2 separate regions of the Hordeum vulgare genome follow, and region 1 is linked to region 2. A link is a contact called in public Hi-C data. All regions are on one chromosome and are shown on one strand. Each heading gives the region's core, a stretch centred on a gene start, on an enhancer-like site or on the middle of the called end of the contact. The rest is flanking DNA. Distances are from core to core; before and after follow the strand shown.

What was found. A called contact is a pair of places that touch in the nucleus more often than the background predicts.
Region 1: a contact with region 2 is called in a Hi-C map of leaf, with 5 times the contacts expected there. The contact joins the promoter of LOC123443487 here to the promoter of LOC123443486 in region 2. A contact is called at or near these places in 4 of 6 Hi-C or Micro-C datasets (leaf and seedling) and 1 of 1 datasets of contacts at active chromatin or transcription factors (embryo).

Annotation. Positions count from the first base shown.
Region 1 is chr3H:194,295,017-194,300,902 of MorexV3_pseudomolecules_assembly, forward strand. LOC123443487 (DNA gyrase subunit B, chloroplastic/mitochondrial) reads left to right here and starts at 1,401. Exons shown (of 21, transcript XM_045119867.1): 1 at 1,401-1,666; 2 at 1,787-1,913; 3 at 3,410-3,490; 4 at 3,585-3,698; 5 at 5,052-5,108; 6 at 5,471-5,572. The coding sequence starts at 1,530.
Region 2 is chr3H:193,307,994-193,313,422 of MorexV3_pseudomolecules_assembly, forward strand. It overlaps LOC123443486 (calmodulin-1), which reads right to left and starts at 1,518. Exons shown (of 2, transcript XM_045119866.1): 1 at 1,318-1,518. The coding sequence starts at 1,393.

The sequences.
Region 1 (5,886 bases), core at 151-2,650, 990 kb after region 2:
CGTGGCATGTTGATTCCAAAACATTTTTTTATTTTTATAAACTGACATAATAGATCAAAGATATCTATTTTATTTATTAATAATTATAAATTATAGATTAAAGACGGACACCCCTACTGTATGTTTTAAAAAAGAGAAGTAAATGAAGTACTTTTTTGCATAAATACACCGACATGCCGGACAAGACTATCAATGGCTTTGTGGGTATATTCTGGCGGGCCATTGCTTCATTGTAGTATATAGAAATGATTAAGGAAGCAACTAACTAAAAGGTACCCACATATGTTATTGTCTTTGGCATGGGGACACGCAAGTAATACACCCATCCATCCCCACATGCCGTGTGCTGAGTGCATCCCAGAAATTTCAATTTTTCATGTGTTTTTTTTTCTTTTGATTTTTTGGTTTCCACTTTTGCTTGTTTTTTCATAGGTTTTGGCGATTTTTTTAAGAATTGGCGCATATTTTTATATGAAGCCTAGTTGTGCTTGCTAGAATTGAAAAAACACAACTTATGCTTCAGCGAGAAGCACAACTGTGCTTCCAAAAAGAAAAAAAATCCTTCAAAACTGAAGAAGCAGAGTTGTGTTTTTGGTATTTTTCTGGTATTGTTTTTTTCTTAAGTTTCCCTTTTCTAGTTTCTTTTATCAATCCTAGTTATTTTTGGTTTGTTTGTAAAATACGTTCGGTGAAACCTATAACTTGGAATCTAGTTTCAAATAATTCAACCCAAAAAATCCAACGATAAAAACAGTTTATGATTTGGATATATGATTTAAGGAAAAACCTTCAAGTTACGCGTATACGGTGAACCACTTGTCAGCACTACAAAGCAAGAGGCATGGCAGTGCCCTCTCGAAAACAAAAGGATGCATTTCTTGTCTTTTTTTTTCTATCGCGAGAGACACGATTTTTTCGTCCTTTTTTTCATAAAAAAAGATTCAGCAAAATCTATCAATATGAGATCTAGTTTTAAAGATCCCAAGGCGAGAAACCAAATGATAAAAAAGTTTTGGGATTTGGACTCACAGTTTAAAAGATAAAACGTTTTAAAAATACAGATCTACGAAAAAGGAAAAAAATTCTCAGATTACGACAAAGTGGCACACTTGCAATGTACCACTTATTGCAATCTGAAAAGGCGGGAATGATCTTTGAAAGAAGTATCCCTATTAATGATTTTGCTACAAAGGATTTTCTTTAATGATTGATTTCTTAAAGTACAATTAAATGATTCCAGCAGGCCCGACCCAGAACCACTGCATGTTTCCAGGCCAGGCCGAACGACAGCCCAATTCTAGTTCGTTCGGCGTTTCCTTTTCGAAAAGCCTTTCTCGCCTGAAACCACCCCGTTCCCTTCCTAAAACCCTCCTCGAGCTCCGCGTCGCCTCATCCGCTGCCCGTCTAAACCCCAACTCCTCCTCCCATTTCCCCCACCACAAGCAGAAGCAGCAGCCCAGGCCAAGCCAAACCAAGCCAAGCCAAAGCAGAAGCTAGGCGGACACGACGTGAGCCCCCCGCCGCCGCCAATGGCGCTCCTCCTCCGGCCGTCGCCTCCCCCACCCCATCTCCGCCTTCTTCTCCGCCGCCTCCTCTCCACCGCCCCTGCCCCCTCCCGTCTGCTCACGGTCCCCCCCCCCTCCGCTCGACTCCCCTTCAGACCCAGGTGCCTCCATGTCCGCTTCATCCTTCCTTCTACGGCTCTTGGCAAGGCAGATTTCTCTCGCGGGAGCGGTCTGGATGCTGATTTGGTGGTGTTTTTTTGGCGCGTGTTTTTCCCTTCTAGGGTTGTGGCGGCGGCGGTCCCAGGGCGCAATGGGGTCGCGGTGAGGGCTTTCATGGCCTCCACGGCGGCATCCGATGCGATGCAGGAGAAGCGGGTGGCCGGCGAGTACACCGCAGCAAACGTCCAGGTGATTCTCGTGCACGGCTTCTGTGGCTAAGGGGTTAAATTGGAGTTCGGGTGCAAGTGTTTGGAATATCTGTCTCAAATTTTAAACGATGCGCGGATTATTCGGGAGATTCAGGGAGTACATAACGGCAGGAACAGAGTTAATCAAGCTCCAAGCAGCTTTGCAATCCTATTCATACGTTTTCATCATCTTTTTTCCTACCTGATTGCATGAGTTTGCACACAAAATGTTACATTGCAGCTCATTTGTTAGGTGGCTGTGACATTGCACCCATTCAGTTGAGACAGTGATGCCGTGGAGCATTTTTGGGGGTCTTTTTCTGGGTTGATATCCCACTTAAGGCATCAAGTATTGTTTTGACGTAACGGTGTTTACCTTGAATAACATAAAAAATGCATATTTAACTTTACATCATGTACAATGGTTTATACTCTTTCTTGTTTTGGTGCATAATTGTGAATTTCATACTTACATCGTGATTTATGAACCTAAGCTGGGGAGATTAAGAATATCCCCGTCTTAATTGCTACAAGTAGGCTCTGTCTTCCTACTCTTCCCCTGACAATTTAGCAAATGCCATTATCAAGGCGTTTAATTTTCCTAAGCCACTGTAAAATAGATAAACATTTATTACGTACTGTATATGAATTGTTAAGAACCCTGCACCATGTGGTTAGTTCATCAATCTAGTTAACTTTTAGTTAATGAAATATATAAGATATAAAGCTTGCCGACGTTCTTGTTGGAAAGAAAGAGAATAATAACAATATACATTCCTGCACAGAATCATTATGTGTTTCTCCAGTGTACCATTGTTAGCTATTATTTGTGAAGCGTGAATGAATTATTTTTGTTCACATTCGATGAAGATGTGAACCATTGAATCAAAGCCGGATGGATGAAGTGGCACCAAGCTTCTGGCATTCTCCGTGACAAGAGAGTGCCACAAAACCTAAAAGGCAAGTTCTATAGGACGGTGGTTTGACCCGCAATGTTGTATGGAGCTGAGTGTTGGACGACTAAAAGGTGACATGTGCAGCAATTAGGTGTGGCGGAGATGCGCATGTTGAGATGGATGTGTGGCCACACTAGGAAGGACAGTCTGGAATGAGGATATACGAGATAGAGTTGGGCACCGATTGAAGGGAAGTTTGTCCAACATTGTCTGAGATGGTTTGGGCATATTCAGCGCATGCCTCCAGAAGCTCCAGTGCATAGCGGACGGCTAAAGCGTGCTGATAATGTCAAAAGAGACCGGGTAGACTGAACTTGACATGGGAGGAGTCCGTAAAGAGAGATCTGAAGGACTGGAGTATCACCAAAGAATTAGCCATGGACAGGGGTGTGTGGAAGCTTGCTATCCATGTGCCAGAACCATGAGCTGGTCACGAGATCTTATGGGTTTCACCTCTAGCCTACCCCAACTTGTTTGGGACTAAAGGCTTTGTTGTTATTGTTGGCTTGATATCTATTTATACCAAATTGCTAATTTGCAGGTCTTAGAGGCATTGGACGGAGTTCGCAAAAGGCCTGGTATGTACATTGGCAGCACAGGACCACGTGGGTTGCATCATCTGGTAATCTCAACTGATTAAGCTTTCCTTTTTTCCATGTTATTAGGTGTTCCACTTTGTTTCTTGCCTGATTATCATTTTGTTTGGTGTATTCTAGGTTTACGAAATATTGGATAATGCTGTGGATGAAGCTCAAGCAGGCTATGCTACTGAGATTAATGTAGTCCTTCATGATGACAATTCAGTTAGTGTAACCGACAACGGCCGTGGGGTATGCAGTTTTCCTAAAATCCAAGGAAGACTTATTGAATGCTCAATGCTTTTACAAATACTGTGAATAATGTGACTGTTATGAATTTAGTATCATGCTGTTGTACTAGTTACTGTTATGAATTTAGTATCATGCTGCTGTACTGTACTAGTTACTGTTATGAATTTAGTATCATGCTGCTGTACTAGTTACTGTTATGAATTTAGTAGTCCTACTTGTTGGCAAATCAAACAGAAGTTTAACAAATGGTAATGAAGCCTTTATATCATATTCACTCGTGAGATTTATTTTGCTGTTAGTACATATTTGACACACCAAGCAAAGTCATCAATGAAATAAACAAAAGAACGGCTGCATGCCAAGTCATCTGTGTAATCACACTTTCACACTGTTCTCTTTAATGTATTCAAACTCTAATTTACCTGGATTTGTAACAGTGCAACTAACTGCCAACTCTTAATCTTACTCCTACTGCTGGATGCTGCTTTTCCTGTCTGAATAGCCGAATATGTTTGTGGCTTATGAGTCCTTGTCTGATTTCCCCTCGAATTGCAGTTAACTATTTCCTTGGACTATATTCTCCTGCCATTGCTTGGACTGTTTCGTGCCAGCGCTATCCTTTCCCGATATCTTTTCCTGGGCACTCTCGGATGAACTTCCACATGCATGTTGCATATGTGACACACTATTCAGTATGCGAACAATAGTGCTTTAGCTGTGGTCGATGGAGGCCATAACACAGACAACAATTCATAGATCTAACACAATCAACCAACCAGTCAAGTAGGAAGGTGGGAAGGGTCTGATTGGCCTGTTTTTCTTCGATAGCAGTTCGTTCCATCACTGCTGCTACATGGCTGACAGATGTTAGTTAACACATGGAGAAGGTCCTAACAGTTCACTTGCACACCTGCCTTATTGCCTAGTTGAGTGCACTGATTTTTTGGTAGCACTGTGTGTGTCTTTGTATTGTTAAGAAAAGCTCTGCCGGTTGGAATATCCACGAGTAATAGTAAACTAGTAATACACAAGATCACAAGACTAGATTGAATGTTCTGTATAACCCTCGTCTTTAAACACAGTCGGTTCAACATTCATAGTCTAGAAAAAGGGGTTATCTTACAGAGTTACAGTTATGCAATCTATCCCAATTTGATGTAGTTCTGCTAATTGAACATCTCTGTTACCATTTTGCTTCTTATAAAATTTTGTGTTTGCTTTCTTCTTGAAAGTTGAGATTTGCATAGCACCAGCTTTTGAGTAACCAACATGCAACCTTCTGTTCCGATTACTTTATGAATTATCTTCTCCTTTCTTAGATAAAATTACTGCTAAATCCTGGACATACTGCAGATCCCTACAGATATACACCCGCAGACGAGGAAATCATGCGTGGAGACTGTCTTAACGGTATGGTTAAACCTTTATTTGTTTGTCAAGGCTGTATATTGCAATGTCAACCATCCTGACCCAAATTCCAGTAAATTTTACTTATTTATTAAGATCTTATTCTGGGAATGAAGAACTCTGACTTATGGGTACCTCTGGTCATTTAGTTTTTAGGACAATAGCATGCTGGGATGCTTGTGTGCTGTTACTATACTTGCATGCCCGTATTTATAGAGATGCTACAGTACACTTTTATTGCCATTTGCATCATATGCTTGTCCATAAGGCAACACTAAATTTTTCTTTTGGGTGGTCAACGACATGACGAAATGTTCAACAGCTTCCATCTTCTGTCTTGTAAAGATTTTCTTTTGATTATGCAGCTAATGCATGCTGGTGGCAAATTTGGAGGCTCAACGAGTAGCTACAGCGTTGCTGGAGGGCTGCATGGTGTTGGCCTATCAGTTGTTAATGCGTTGTCAGAGGTTCTTGCTTTCACCTTTATTGAATCTGAACCATAGATGCTTTAAAGAAAGAGTATCAATTGTAGATCTTCCAAGAAAATTGCAATTCCCTCTACACAAAATCCCGATTGTTGGGTGGAAGTTAAATTCTATCTACGTCAAACTAATCCTCTCAAGTCTTCCATGTGTTATAATAATAAATGTGGTAGTTAGGCCTTTTCATATATTCTTTTTCTATGAATACTATCATTCCGTGGACCAAGTCTAATAATGATTCTACCCCCAGAGTCCAGACGAAACACAATCAGTAAATTTCACAGATATGCTCTTTAGAG
Region 2 (5,429 bases), core at 268-2,767:
ACAAGCTAGGGATACCAAAACTACCACGCATTTCCTCAATTCCTCTAGAGAGATGGTGGTGTTATTGAAGGATCAAGGACCATTACTGATACATCTGATTGGTTTGTTCATTCATTTTGGTCCTTGGCAAGGTATTTTTTGCATAACCAAAATGCAATTTGGCAATGTTTCCATGGAAGAAATATATAACAGAACCTTTTAATCAATGTAAATTTGTGAATCAATCTTTACCAGTATGATCATGGCTCCCGTTTCCCTGGTATTAACCATTGGCTAGAAATCTTTGAACAGCAAGCAACTAACTACAGATATATTTTCTGTCAAGCAGTAAGCTGGCAACACATGTGAGTTACTCGATTTGCTTCAACTAATGTTTCATAATAAGTAAACATCAATACCAATAGCTATTCCAGCCATCACATGCATTCTCCATGTTATCAGTCTCACACTAGCACCGCCATAGCATGATAGGCAAAACCAGACAAACTCTGATGTGGCATTCACTGAGAAGAAAATATGTAGTTTAAGCAACCAAAAACTTAATCATTGCTATCACAATCCTATGCCCATGGCATCCAGAGAAAAAGACCCAAAAGCCTAGGTAAATTCCAAGTCAATAGTTACATATAAGTACAGAATTATGGGGTATTACATGATCTTATAACCCTAACACCACATCGCAGCGCACCTCCTTACTGCTGTTCTAGCTGCACCTAGAGAGTAGCGACTGATGACTAGTGACCCACCATGCTCTAGCAACCGACTCAGCAGCAACAGTGCCACCGGCCATGCTGTGTGATCGTTAGATGTGGTAGACTGCCACCTTCTCTCATAATTCAATCTCTTCCTGGTAGAACCTTTTTTGGGGAACTTTGCAAGGTCATCGGTTGCTCCACCGAAACAGATCTGATGGAACGGCCAAACAGCCGGCTGAAGCCTTCGCTATGACAGACAGCTCAGCAATCAGCCGGAACGGACGAGTTCTGGACGAGCATACGGCGCAGCAATACTGCACGGTGACGGGCGGACAGCGCTGGCAAGAGAAGAATGTATGGAGGCAGAATCCACAAGGAACGGTGAAAAGGAGTGCGAGATCTACTGCATCTTGAGCACCCCGCAAAACCAATCCCGCCGCGATCAACTCGAACCAGCAAAACGCATGTACGCTACGTCGATCAGATCCCCAACCCCAACACATCTACGCGCCAGTGCAAGGCACCGCATCAACTACAGCGAGTGCGCGCACATCGAATGCGATCGTGCAAATCATATACGAGTAGTACAAGTTAAAAGAGGAGAACAGAGAGGGGATCGAACCGTCTCCGTCCTTGTCGAAGAGGCTGAAGGCCTCCTTGAACTCGGCGATCTGGTCGTCGGTGAGCTGGTCGGCCATGGCTCCTACCCCAACACGCGGACGAGACGGAGATCTGAGAGAGAAAAGAGCGAAGCGCGAGTGGAGGAAGGGAGGAAGGTGACAGGGAGGAAAATATTTAGGCGACCGGATAGGGGAAACTGCTACGCGTACCTTGGACCGCGGCTCGAAATCGCAGGCTCTACTGTTTCTTCGTTGGCGAGTGCTAAGCGCCCACCCTGCCACGCTGGCCGAAATTTTCAGTCGGTCACACGTGACCCGTCACACCGAACCATGTTAGAGCATCTTTAGTAGAATCCTCAAACCCTTAAACCCGTAAAAAAAATTAGAGGTCGAACCCTCAAACCCCTTCCCAGCCTGTAGAAGTGAGGGTTGGGGGGGGGGGGACTGCCCCCAACCCGTACTCCACTTCCCACCTCGCACGGGAGGCAGTTGGTTCCCGCCCGCGCGAGGAAGTTGCTCCAGCCGCCGCCGCCCCGCCGCCCCCCGCGCTCCGGCCGCCGCCCTGCCTCCCCCCGCGCTCCGACCGCCTCCCCCCGCGCTCCGGCCGCCTCCCCCCGCGCTCCGGCTACCGCCCCGGCCCCGGCCCCGCCGCCCCTCTGCGCCCAGGCCCCGGCCCCGCGCTCCAGCCGCCGCCGTCGCGCCCGCCGCGCCCCCGCCCGCCGCCGCGCCCCCGCCCGCCGCCGCCGCGGCCGCCCGCCGAGAAGGGTCGCGGCGCCCGGCGGAGCTCCACCGCGCGGTACGCCAGGGAGACGGCCTCGTCCAGGCAGCGCGAGCGCGAGCTCCTCCGCGGCTAAAGTCATTTTTGTATCCTCTGTTCCTCCGCGTGCATGTTCATAGTGTTCAAAACTAGGCTATAAGGGTTGGGTTTGAGGGTTCTAGTCTTTGCCTCTGTTTTTCAACCCTTAAAAGTGTCAAAAATGGCCAATTCTCAACCCTTAAAACTGATTTTGGATTTAAGGGTTTGAGGGTTCTACTAGAGATGCTCTTAGACAGTCGGATCCCTTTCTTTTTTTCCGACCCACACAGAATCCATGCGGGCAGCAGGAGAGGGCGTCGCTGCCCCCGCCATCCGCCTCCCTCGTCAGTGTCACGCCGCCCATTTCCGTCATGGTTTTCATCCGTCCCCTTCTTCCTCTGTAAGTCTGTAACACCGTGCCCTCCACGAGCGTGTAGTTCGGCCATCGCTATTTGTAGATTTCGTCTCACAATGGTTGCAGCTTTGCTTGACCTGTGGCTGCAACATTGTGCATTGTAATGCTTCGGACACATCAACCCGTGGTCGTTACTTCTCGAGGTATCTAGATTGGCTCCATAAATCAATACTAGTTTTTTCACACTTTGTCATTGCTTATGCGCATTCGGGACCAACTTTCCGATCGGTCACCCATTCTAAAACTACTTCAAGTCAAGCATGTTTAACTTGGTAGTTCTGTTTGAATGAGATTTCGAAAAAAATAGAATTCCTTACCGATATGAATAGTCTAAGAGCATCTACAGCCGGACTGGGCAAATTTGGCCTCCTATACGCCCGCGAACGCGCTTGAATACGCCCGCGGACACATCCGGACGACCCCACATATTTCGCTCCGTGCATCCACATACCTCATATTCGGACTCTCAAATTCATATAAAGCCATGCACCTCGATCATCTGATACAAACTGTCAGAATTCAACAGTTTAAAACAAAAGCAAATGATGTCATAGTTCAACCAAACGGACATTGCCAAAATGAAATTAATGTCCAACCGACAAGTGTTGATTGTCGGATCACTCGCCAGACGAGTTCACCCATGCGGCCTGCTCTGTATGCATCCGGGTTGCCTCCTCTGCCTGCATCCTGGCAGCGATCGCCGCCTGCATCTAGGCTACCTCATCTGCCTGCATCTTGTTCGCCTGCTCCGTTGTCGCACCATAGCCGCCCTGGCCGCCTCCAACGCTCTACGGTCATTGATCTCCTTCTTCTCCGCAAGCCATTTTTTGGCATATTCATCCAACGTGGATTCATCCACGAGCAAGATTTTTGCATCCTCCACGTCGCGTGAGAGTTGCAACCTCTCCTTCTCGAGCTCAATCTCTTCAAATGTATTGACCTTCTGGAGTTCCCATTTGATCGCCGCCTCTTGCTTCTCCAACTCGGTCTTCTCCCTCTCAATTTCAAGCCGCCTCTCTACCCTTGTTCGATCCACTCCATCCTCTCCCTTTGCACATCCAACATAATCTTGTACCTCTCCTCTTTCTTGTTCTCCCTTGCTAAAAAAATGTCCGTCCATGTGGACGGCATTTTTGTAGCCGCGGCGTCACGGGAGATCATTGCCTTCTCCGACGGACGAGGCGGACTGCGTCTTCGTCGTGGCGGTCGGGGACGGGGTGGAAGACATTACAATGGCGGGTCGGGATAGGTGGTGAGGATGAAGAGCAAGGGTGCGAGACGGCAAAGGGTCGGGCGCGGAAAATGTTGGAGGACGGCACGAGGAGGAGGAAGGGTTTGAGGGATTTGGTGCAATTTGAGGTAGGGTGGGGCTATCGAGTCCGACATGGCGTGCTTGCCCGCGCTTCCCCATATCCGCCTCATATTCGGGCTAGAAATTGGGGGTGCCGGTCAGCCCGGGCGTTAGAGGCCGGTTTGAGAGGCCCGTCTGGTTCAAATATTTGTGACCGGGTAGTGACCGAGCGGCCTGCCCGGGCGTTTGCGGAGGGTTTGAGGGGTCCGGTTGTAGATGCTCTAACATCCCTATTGAGTCAGGCTATCACATACACCCTCACTTAGAGGAATCGACGTCCTCATCGGGCCACAGGAACGTTCCCTCTAGCTACATACATTTCGGTGTCCAATCCGGTACATGTGACATGTCGTGTGCCACGACGGATCACAAACATCATAAACAACATGATCGTGCACCTGTCGACAAACTTTCAGCCGGTCACGCGCGAGGTGCCAGATTGAACCATATTAGACCGTCAGATCCCCTTTCCTTTCTTCCCCAACGCCCACCAGATCCATGCGGGCAACACGAGAGGATGTCGCGGCCCCAGCCATCCGCCTCCCTTGTCGCTGCCCCACCGTCCATCTCCGTCGTGGTTTCCATCTGCCCCTCCCCCCTCTGCAACACCCTGCCATCGACGAGCGTGTAGCTCGGCCATGGCTGCTTGCAGACTCCCCTTGCAGTGGTTGCAGCTTTGATCGACTTGTGGTGCGGCATTGGGTGCACTATAATGCTCCGGACACACCGACCGATGGTAGTTACTTCTGACGGGATCTAGACTGGCCCCACAGATCAATACTAGTCTTTTTTGCGCACTTTGTTGTCATTCATGCGCACCCGGGATCAAATTTCCTGTCAGCCACCCATCCTAGAACTACTACAAGCCAAGTACGTTTAACTTGGGTGTTATGTTCGAATGGACTCCCCAAAAAGAAGGAAATCCTTATTGGTATGAGTAGTCTAACATCCTTATTAAACCGGGCTATCGCATGCACCCCCACTCAGAGGAATCAACGTCCCCGACGGGCCACATGAACGTTCCCTCTTGCTACATATGTTTGTGTGTCCAGTCCGGTACATGTGTCATGTCATGTGCCACGACGGGTCACAAACATCATGAACAAGATGGCCGCACACTTGTCGGAAAACATCCGTGTAACCACGAGCGTCGTCTTTGATACCAACTTGTAACGCCTCAGACACACCAGCCGGCGGTCTTTACTCCTCGCGGGATCTAGACTGGTTCAACAGATCAATAATAGTCTTTTATGGGCACTTGTCCTCACTCGTGCGCACCCGGGACCAACTTCCCCGTCGAACCCATCCTTAAACTACTCCAAGCCAAGCACGGTTAACTTGGAGTTCTGTTCGAATGGGCTCTCGAAAAAAAAGGAATTCTTATTGATACGAGTAGTCTAATATCCCTATTAAGCCATGCTATCACATGCACTCTGGGACACCGACTCATAAGTCGTGACCACCGAATGCATGTGCACAGTGATCCCAGAGATCAATGCTCACTGAACACACAGAAGCTCGAATACAAGAGTCTTACATCCATACATACCGT